3 separate regions of the Mus musculus genome follow, and regions 1 and 3 are each linked to region 2. The links are chromatin contacts, called in public Hi-C and promoter capture Hi-C maps. All regions are on one chromosome and are shown on one strand. Each heading gives the region's core, a stretch centred on a gene start, on an enhancer-like site or on the middle of the called end of the contact. The rest is flanking DNA. Distances are from core to core; before and after follow the strand shown.

Region 1 (3,212 bases), core at 687-3,186, 4.9 Mb after region 2:
TGACTCTACGCGCACATGCGCACTGCGCCCGCAGCCCTGGACCATTTGTCAGGACTACTCGTGAGACGGAGAAAAAAAAAAGAGAGAAAATTTGGGGGTAAGGAGCGCTTGATCAGATCTAATCTCTAATTAATCTGCAGATCAGCCTGCGCCAGAGCCATTCATTGATTTTTTTCTGGGTGAGGATGAAAGTTCTGAGACCTAGAGAGGGAAGGAAGCGCACCCTCGTCTTGGGAAAGAGATCAGGGGAGGGGAAGGAAAGAAGGGGTTTCTCCCCCACTTCTCTGCGCCTCTGGGAAAGAGGAGAAAACTTAATCCCGGGGAAAAAAAGTGGGCAAGTGACTCGGAAGCGGCTGGAGGGGGAGTCTGTGGGCATCTCACTCTGAAGTAGTGAGTGCGAGTGCGAAAGAGGAACAAAAGAGCGAGAAAAGAGAAAGGAAAAAATGGGGGGAGGAGAGACTTGTATTTTTTCCTCCTTTGCGCGCACACGGGGAAGGGTGTGGGGGGCCGTGCGGAAGGGAGCGGGCCAAGGCGGCCGCGTTCGGCCGTCGCCCGCGCGCAGGCAGCGGGATGCGTGTGGGCCCCCTCCCCCCGCCCGGAGCTTGTCACTTTGGTCGCTTTTTTGACACCGGGTGCTGGGTGGCGGCGCTGGGGGGGGGGGGGGGAGCGCGGCACCGCGGGGCTGCGAGTCCGGGGCGGCGGTGGGGGGGAAACGCGGCGGAGCCGCAGCCTCCCCGGGGGCGCCGAGCGCGGTCGGCCTGAGCCTAAGGGGGGGAGGGGGCGGCTTCGGGAGGGGACCGCGGGCACGATCGGTGCGGCGGCGGGAGGACGCGAGCCCCGGCGCGCCGCCCCTGCGGCCCCCTCCGCCCGTGTGGCCTTTGTGCCGAGCGCGCACCGGGTGAGCGAGCGGGCGGGCGGGCGAGCGAGCGGGCGGGCGGGCGAGCGCGACAAGTCCAAGTACGGGAGACCGAGGCAGTGGGAAAAGAGGCCGGGCCACTTTGCTCGCCAGCCAGCTCGGCTGCGGAGAACCGACTGGTTGAATGTGGCAGAGGCGCGTCTCGCTGGCGCGGCCGTGTGTGTGTGTGTGTGTGTGTGTGTGTGTGTGTGTGTATGTGTGTGAGTGTGTATGTGTGTGTGTGTGTATGTGTGTGTGAGTGTGTGTCTCTGTGGCTGTGTGTGTCTGTGTATGTGTCGGTGAGTGTGTGTCGGTGTGAGTGTGAGCGCGCGCCGAGAGGCCTCCCTCCGCGACTCGCACCGCGCACACGCACCCGCACCCGCACGCACACCCGAGCCGCGGCGGGGCCGGCGGCCGAGAGTTTGCGTGTGTGCTCTCCCCGCTCGCCACCTCCCCGCTCCCCGCCGCCGACTGTGGGAGAATTTCCTAGAGATCGCCTCCAATTTCCGCCATTTTGGGAAAGTTGCACGGAAAAAAAAAAAGAAGAAGAAGAAGAAGAAAGAAATAAAGCCTCCGCTGGATTTTTTTTTTTTTTTTCCTCCTGCTGGAAGCAGGAAAGTGCTTTTAGGGAACGCGGCGGCGCGGGCTCGACACTGCCGTCCCCGCGGGGTGGAGGACGCGGGGCCGGGCCGGGCACCCGCACCGTCGCGGCGATCTTCTCCGCGCAGCGCCGCCGGTGCGGGCGCGGGCGTGCGAGCGAGGCGAGGCGAGGCGGTGGCGGGCTGCGGCGGGGGCCGTGGAGCCTGCAACTTGTTTACCGCCGCCCCGGGTGGCCGAGGCCGGCGGCCGGGGTCCGCCTCGCCACCCGTGCGTGCGCCGATCTGCGCTCATGGGCTACTGTCTGGTCCACGCTCGCGTCCTGGGCCCGGCGGGGCCGGCCTCGCGCAGCGGCGGCGGGGCGGGGGAAGTAGAGGCCGGCGGGGGTGGGGATCGGGAAGCGCAGGAGCGGAGGCATCCGCCGCGCGCCCCGCCAGCCAGCCAGCCGCCGGCCGGAGGAGGAGGCAAACTTGAGAGCGGCGGGGCCAGGGGCGCACTGGCGGAGGGAAAACTTTAATCGCCTTCTTGGGAGAATAGAAAAAGGGAAAAAGAGAAAAGGAAAAAAAAATCCAAAAGGCAAAAAAGTGCATGTGTGTGGGGGTTTCTAGGACCCGAACCTCACGATCGGATCTGATCCGATCACGGCCCACCGCGGGGCCGTGAGAGAAAGTTGACCAGCGTGGCGGCTTTCTTCGCGTCCGGCCGTGGTGTCTGTCTGTCCGTCCGCGCTCCGACCAAACGGGTGGGAGATCCAGCCGCACTGCCGGGTCGCGTGGGTCAGGGCTCTTGCCCCACCCTTCCACGGGGACACGAAGGTAAACTCGCTTTGGTTTTTCCTTCTCTGTCCTCCTGCAGCCACCGCCCAGCTTCCTTTTCCTCTCCTTTCCCCGCTGATTTATTTTTCTTCTTTTTTTTGTTTTTTTAGGGGGGGGGGACCCGAAAAACGGAGTCTCTTTCCTTATGCAACTTTCTCGGGCGCAGTTTGCTGGGCCCATCCCCCCCGCCTTCTGCATCCCTTGGCCCGCTCCTTTGCCACCTTGGGGCTACCGCCAAAAGCATGCATTTAAGATCATCCAAAGTGCCCAGGAACAAAAATAGATGTTAAAGAATTGTTCTAAGTTAAGGGAAACTGAGACGAGAAATAAGAAACCGGTTTGAGTGTGTGTGTGTGTGGGGGGGGGGGGGAGGTGCGTCGCCTGGGATGAGTGAGTTGAATTTTCATTTCAATTTTCGTAGGTGGTTGGTTATGATGCCTTTATTGGTGTGGGGAGCCCGGGAAGCTCTGTACTGGCTACCTCGGTTGCGTGGATTTTTGCGCAAGTTTTTAGAAAAACACTGACTCGAGTAGAGAGCCGGAAAGTTTCAAGTGCAGCAAAATAGTGAGCCTGCAAAACTGGCCAAGGGGGGACCTCTAGTGGTTAAACGCATCTTAAGTTCGAGAGACAAGACCAAAGTTTGGCCTTTACTTGTAGCTACATGCAGTCCGTTTAGACGTGGAAGTAATTAGAAGACCTGAGTTGCAGCCAGATGTGAGAAAGGATGCTAGTCCGAAATAGAAGTTTTGTAAATCAGAGAACAATGACGTCTAAGCTTGCGGACCCTGTGATTTCCATCCTTTCTTGCATACAGTAAGAAAACCAAAGCTTTTTATTCTGAGATTTGAGATTGACACTCCCTAGATAAGAAAGTTTGTCTTCTGTTTACCATCATCTGTACCTCC
Region 2 (3,388 bases), core at 237-2,736:
CCACACTAGTTCAACAATATGGCCTCAGAAATGGCTATCATTATTCATAAAAGCAGATAGTTCAAAGCCAAGTAAATACTAATTAATGCAAAGATACAATTCACACATATTCACCCTTTAAGGCCCTAACTTCTCACTTGTTTCCCCTGAGACCAACGCAGAATGTAACAGAAAACTTACTATAGTTTACAACTGAAGTCATCCTCACACAGAGTCCAGAAACCTTCATAAGCATCAATGTTCAAATAACTTACCTATCCTTGTTAAGACGGTCATCTCTGGTCACCATGGCCATAACTGCCATCCGGTACATGTGATCTGACACGCTTTCTGGCTTTTCGACATTTCTGTATACCCAGCCAGTCCGTGGAACTCTCTAATAAATAAGATAAGGAATTAAACAAAACACTATCCCTGGGAACAACAACAAAAAATGACAGGTGCTCTTCAAGAAAATGCCAGAGAATGGCCACAGAGCCACATGTCAGCTGAGTCGTGGTTTCAAACCTATTTTTTTAAAAATGTTTCATTTAAACTAATCATATCGATAAAAATCTGAAATCTCACTAGTGAGTGGACAATTCACAAATATACAAAAATGTTCAAAAGTATACAAAAGTCCAATAGTCTTTACTCTGTGCTAGTGAAGTATAACTATGGGATAATACACAAAAAGTTTTTAGACATAAAAGCAAAACTGGTGGTACGCCTGGTGGTACACGCCTGGAATCTAAGAACTCAACAGGTGAAGACCCAAGTTCCAGGCTGCCAGCCTGTGCTGTTCATCTGTGGTGTAGTTAGGAAAAATGCAAAGCAAAGCCCCAGTATTATTCCTAACTATGAGAGTAGTAGGTTTGTGCCGTCCAAAAACTCATTTCATACAATAATAGAATATTTTGTACATGCAACATGTGACAGACTCTCCAATTCTAACTCAGATGGCTTGGAGGAGTTTCCATGGCAGTCAAGCCTTTCACTACTTCTCAACCTGTGTAAGTCTGCATTTTCTCTGGGAGTTCTATGCATCTAACGAATTTCACAAATAGTCGCAGTGTTACAGAACAGCTCATCTTGGAACAAAGGGGGCTCTGCACAAGCTCTGCCAAGCAAGGGCTGGTGCACGCTGAAACCGATTTACTGAAACCAACAGTTCCGGAAGTCACGGTGATAGAGGAAGGTTTCCACAGCCTACGTGCAGGGGTTTCGGCTCCTGCCTTCCGCTGCCGCTCCGCAGCATCGCCATGGCCTGGGTTGTGGCCGCGCTGGGCATGGAGCGTGCACGAGTCCCCGGTCCAGCCTCGGCTGCGTACCCGCCAGCAACGCCGGGCTGAGCGAGGGAGGTTGCGTGAGGTCGGTGCCTGAGCTGGGCCGCACCGCCTCCCGGCCAAGCCGATCCCACCCGCTCACCTTGAGCTGCCCAACTAGACGCAGAAAACGCAACAGCCCGGCTCCAGAGCCGGACGAGGCCAAAGCCATGCTGAAGTGCATAAGAGCTGGGCGGTGTCAACCTCAAGCCCCTCCCCATTCCCCTTCAGCTCCTCCCCGCCCTCCTTCAGCTCCTCCCCGCCCTCCTTCAGCTCCTCCCCGCCCTTCTTCAGCTCCTCCCCGCCCTCCTTCAGCTCCTCCCCGCCCTCCTTCAGCTCCTCCCCGCCCTCCTTCAGCTCCTCCCCACCCTTTGGCTCCTCCTCACAGCCCCACTTCCTCCTTTGGTAGAGCACTTTCTCTGTACTAAGGTCTGTGCTCAGACTTTGGATGGTCTCTGCCCAAGTAACCATCAACTTTCACAGGAATCGCAGCTTGACGCTAAGGGCAGAAAGGCCTAAGGAGGATGAAGCTGGATAATGCCTGCAAACCTTGCTTCTTAGAAGCCCAGTGTCTGATTGGCAGGAAGAGCTAGCTATAAGAAGCTTCGCTTAACCAGTTTAACAAAGGCACTGGGCAAGCCTGTGAAGGGAGGCAATGCTTGGCAGACATACCAGGAAACTTTGGAGGAAGCAGGAAATGGGCTAGTAAGAGGAAGCCCATGGTGAAACCACAAGCATCCATTCTGCCAGGAAACTGATCAGGATCTTCCAGGACTACCTGACTAGTTTCCATTGACAATTTGATGGTACAAACTTTTAAATGCAGTTAATGGATATGGACAAATTCAAGCAGAGGGAGTCGAGGATATGAATAAGATTCAAGAAGAAAGAGAAATAAAAAGGAATTCCAATTTTATTTGTAACAAAGTAGGTTTATTTATTTACAGGGCCCTAAAAGGTGATGGTTCTAATGAACCATTGTCTGTTCTCGTTTCTCACTACTTGATATACCTACCACCTCTTCCATATGAGCCCGAATACTATACCGGGAACTATACTAGAAAATGTATAGTCATCATAGCATAATGTTGGTATAGAATGTTGCTCAGTAGATTCTACAGAACCCTGAGGCAGCATCCATGAGCAGCATCCAGGATTCTAAAGTCAGCTCTACAGAAGAAATGAAAAGTTGGCAGTATAGTGTAGCTGTGCATGAGGTCCCAAGTGCTCTCCAGCACTGAAGTAGCATCCATGAGCAGCATCCAGGATTCTAAAGTCAGCTCTACAGAAGAAATGAAAAGTTGGCAGTGTAGTGTAGCTGTGCATGAGGTCCCAAGTGCTCTCCAGCACTGAAGTAGGTGAGTGGTTTGTGTTATCTATAAAGCACAAGCTTCAAATGCCAGCACCACCAGGCTGCCTTGCTATGCTAAGGTCCTAGGTGTAGAAAGCCCTATTCCTGGTTTTATATATAGTCCCTATCTGCTTTCTCCCTATAAATCATACTGTTAGTCACTCTAATCAGAGTGTTTGAATCAGGTGTTATCGCAGTAAAAATGCCTGTGAAAGTGGCTTTTTAGAGTATAAAACTTTCTGGAAATCATAAATAGGACTTTATGGAAGTAGAATATCTTAAATAGCACCTTGCTCACCACCCTAGTTTGACAGTGTGAACTTGGGAGAGTAGGGGCTCTTTAGTCAGAGCATCCAGCAATTTGTACTCTGAGGGTTAAGAAGATTCAAATGAGTAAAGTATTTGATGACAAAGACAAGCCATATGTGACAAGAAAATGTTTTTTTTCATAGATGCACATGAAGAATATCAGCTGAAATAACTCACTCCTATCCATTATACTTGGGAGGAGTACAAAAAACACAATCCAAGAACGATTCTGGGGTTTCAAGAAGCTGTGGTCATAAGACTCTTGCCTTGTTTTCTTGGAGTTTTCTCACAAGCACTCAAGATTCCCCTTGCTCAACTCCATTCTTAGACTGTGGTCTGACAGCACCCATCACTCACATCAAGATTTAGCAGTGAAAGAACATTCTTCTTAGAATAGGAGCAGAGGAAACACCTAGAGACCTCA
Region 3 (3,138 bases), core at 315-2,814, 3.1 Mb before region 2:
TTTTCTTTTTCTTTTTTATTAATATTTTTTATTACTACGTATTTTCCTCAATTACATTTAGAATGCTATCCCCCATACCCCCCACACACACACACTTCCCTACCCACCCATTCCCATTTTTGGGCCCTGGCATTCCCCTGTACTGGGGCATATAAAGTTTGCGTGTCCAATAGGCCTCTCTTTCCAGTGATGGCCGACTAGGCCATCTTTTGATACATATGCAGCTAGAGTCAAGAGCTCCGGGGTACTGGTTAGTTCATATTGTTGTTCCACCTATAGGGTTGTAGATCCCTTTAGCTCCTTGGATATGTTCTCTAGCTCCTCCATTGGGGGCTTTGTGATCCATCCAATAGCTGACTGTGAGCATCCACTTCTGTGTTTGCTAGGCCCCAGCCTAGTCTCACAAGACCTACTTCTACAGAAGACCAGTTCAAACAACTAGCCTCACGGGACGGAGCAACTACCAAACTCTTCGAATTCCTATTAACAGTTGACCAATGCTCGGTGAGTTGAACTACAGACTATAAGTCATCACAATACATTCCTTTAATATATAGAGAACTCATTCCATAAGTTCTGTGTCTTTAGAGAACCCTGACTAATACAACCAGCCTTGGTGTTTTTGGTAAGGTGGTCTTCCATAATACGTAATATATTTTTTAATGCATTCCAATGGCTGAAATGATGCCAGGAATGTCTTTCATGTCTTATTACCAAACTATAGAGTAATAAAGCTGTTGATTCAACTTTCAAAGTCCACTTACCAAACTGTATGCTAAAGGGGTCTGTATTAGTCAGAGTTTTACTGCTGTGAACAGACACCATGACCAAGGCAAGTCTTATAAAAAACAACATTTAATTGGGGCTGGCTTACAGGTACAGAGGTTCAGTCCATTATCATCAAGGTGGGAGCATGGCAGCATCCAGGCAGGCATGGTGCAGGCAGAGCTGAGCGTTCTATGTCTTCATCCAAAGGCTGCTAGTGGAAGACTGACTTCCAGGCAACTAGGGTGAGGATCTTATGCCCACGCCCACAGTGACACACCTATTCCAACCTGGTCACACCTATTCCAACAAGGCCACACCTCCAAATGGTGTCACTCCCTAGTCCAAGAATATACAAACCATCACAGGGTCCAACAGTTATTTGTGCTCATAATTTTCTCACACACTGCTCCCACACTCAAGCCTCAAGGGATGAGGTTTCACTGGTATCATTTAGTAGTGTGGCGCCTGAAAAATGAACGAGAATTCCCACTAATTCTGTGAAACCTTAAGCTACATTAAGGACATTGGCTAGCAGGGTCCTAGTTGAGCATTTTAGCTCCTGCTGCACTGTACTAGCTGGAAGCAAGCCGTGGAACTGGCCTGAACCAGCCAGCAAAACTGGGGCGATCCAGGAGGCAGACAGGCCACTGACTTGGAGACGCGGGAGTGTGCTCAGAACCCGCCCTACTTGACTAGCTCCTCCCGACCAGACCACGCCCCGCCCGTCTGTCTTATATAAGCCTCCGCCCCGCCAAGCTCCGCCCCGTCAAGCCCCGCCCCGTCAAGCCCCGCCCCGCTCCGCGTCCTGCCTGCGAGTTACGCTTGTAGAGTCCCGGCAACTTCTCGCATGCTCTACCGGCCTTCCGGTCTGCGTTACCCGCCGCTGCCCTGCCATGGCTCAGCACTTCTCCCTGGGCGCCTGCGACGTGGTCGGCTTCGATCTCGACCACACGCTGTGCCGCTACAACCTGCCCGAGAGCGCCCGGGTGAGTGGCACGGACAGCCTCTAAAGGCGGCTGTGTAGAGTGTCGTAGGTCCCCGGCCGCTGGGCGGAAGTGTACTTTCAGGGGTTCTGCGGTCTTGAGGAGGAAGCCAGGGGCAGAAGATAGCGCAAGACCGAGCCGGGAAGCCGACTTGTAGAACCCTGAAAAAGCGGGGTCAGGGGCTTTGTGTGTCATTTGTTGATCCCAGGCCCTATTATTTTTTCCAACTCCTCTGGGCACCAGCTGAGTGGGTACAGCCACTTGTTTTGAACTTCAAGAAAACATGGCTGCATCTTTCCTTTTGCACACCCAAGTAATCACCTGTCAGAGTTTAAGTATTTCATACAGGGAGAGACTGTATAATAAATAGTATTGTGAGAAACACTGGGAGAAGTCGTTAACATCTTAGACCTCCTTTTGTCTTTACCAAGAGAAGAAAACAAGCATTTATTGTGCACGTACTACTTGATCTGTGCGTTTTAAATAAAGTTGTAATCTCAACAGAATCTACCCAGAATATGAGGGGATTAGATTGCTTTATTTGTAGGCTTATACCCTCATCTTAATCGCCCTGCTTTCTCTGACCCTTTGGGTTCACAAGAAACTAAAGAATTAAGAATATCACAGTGAGAAGTCTAAGCAGGACTCTGCAGTCAAAGTCCCTGGTTCGGGACCCTGGCACCAAGTGCCTAGCCCTGTGACACTGGGCAAATAATCTGGGTTCCTTCTCAATTAACCTTTCGAGGATTAAGTGTGCAGCCGATTGTTTGCTATTACGGTTAGCACCCACCACATCACTAGTGCAGACCACAGTCAGTGTAGTCCTGTCAGTGCCCCAGTTGGTCAGATTCTCCAAAATCAAAAATGAGGCTCCTGAATCACTCCGGTGTGTTTTCAAGCATACAGATGCTTTAAAAAAAAAAAAAGGTGTGTGTCCCTGCTGGGGCTCTGTTTTGCTTGCCAGTTGCACAGATCTCATTTCCTTTCTCATAGTTTAAAGACATTTAAGTCTTGGTCCTTTGGCTACTCTTTCAGAGTGTTCTCTGGGTGCTAATTTCTTTCCTTCCACGGCGTTCAGATTCCAGTCTGGTTCATCTTATGCCCTTCATCTGTATTCACTGTCGTTCATGGAGAATGTTGTTTAACCTCTGTCATGTTAAAAAGCCAGTTTTGTGCGTGTGTGAGCATACACATTTTAGGATAGAAGATTCAGAAGATACTCTACTGCAAGTTTTGAATCGCAGTGCTGATTAAAGGCTGAAAACGATACCCTGGTGAATCTTGGTTATGCTTGGTATAGAAATCCTAAGTCTCACCGAGTGCTGAACACCAGGACATAGTTAGGGACACACATCAACCACACACAAGTAGGAGCCTCTCTGTGGTT

What was found. Promoter capture Hi-C pulls out the DNA fragments that hold promoters and counts their contacts. A called contact is a pair of places that touch in the nucleus more often than the background predicts.
Region 1: a Hi-C map of CD8 T cells shows a contact between it and region 2, with 12 times the contacts expected there. The contact joins the promoter of L3mbtl3 here to the promoter of Hddc2 in region 2. A contact is called at or near these places in 1 of 39 promoter capture datasets (pre-B cells) and 2 of 484 Hi-C or Micro-C datasets (CD4 T cells and CD8 T cells).
Region 3: a contact with region 2 is called in a promoter capture Hi-C map of pre-B cells. The contact joins the promoter of Nt5dc1 here to the promoter of Hddc2 in region 2. A contact is called at or near these places in 1 of 39 promoter capture datasets (pre-B cells) and 2 of 484 Hi-C or Micro-C datasets (CD4 T cells and regulatory T cells).

The regions. Positions count from the first base shown.
Region 1 is chr10:26,372,796-26,376,007 of GRCm38.p6, reverse strand. L3mbtl3 (L3MBTL3 histone methyl-lysine binding protein) reads left to right here and starts at 1,936. Exons shown (of 22, transcript NM_001359254.1): 1 at 1,936-2,307.
Region 2 is chr10:31,311,503-31,314,890 of GRCm38.p6, reverse strand. It overlaps Hddc2 (HD domain containing 2), which reads right to left and starts at 1,486. Exons shown (of 6, transcript NM_027168.2): 1 at 1,408-1,486; 2 at 255-376. The coding sequence starts at 1,476.
Region 3 is chr10:34,416,977-34,420,114 of GRCm38.p6, reverse strand. It overlaps Nt5dc1 (5'-nucleotidase domain containing 1), which reads left to right and starts at 1,564. Exons shown (of 12, transcript NM_176968.5): 1 at 1,564-1,754. The coding sequence starts at 1,662.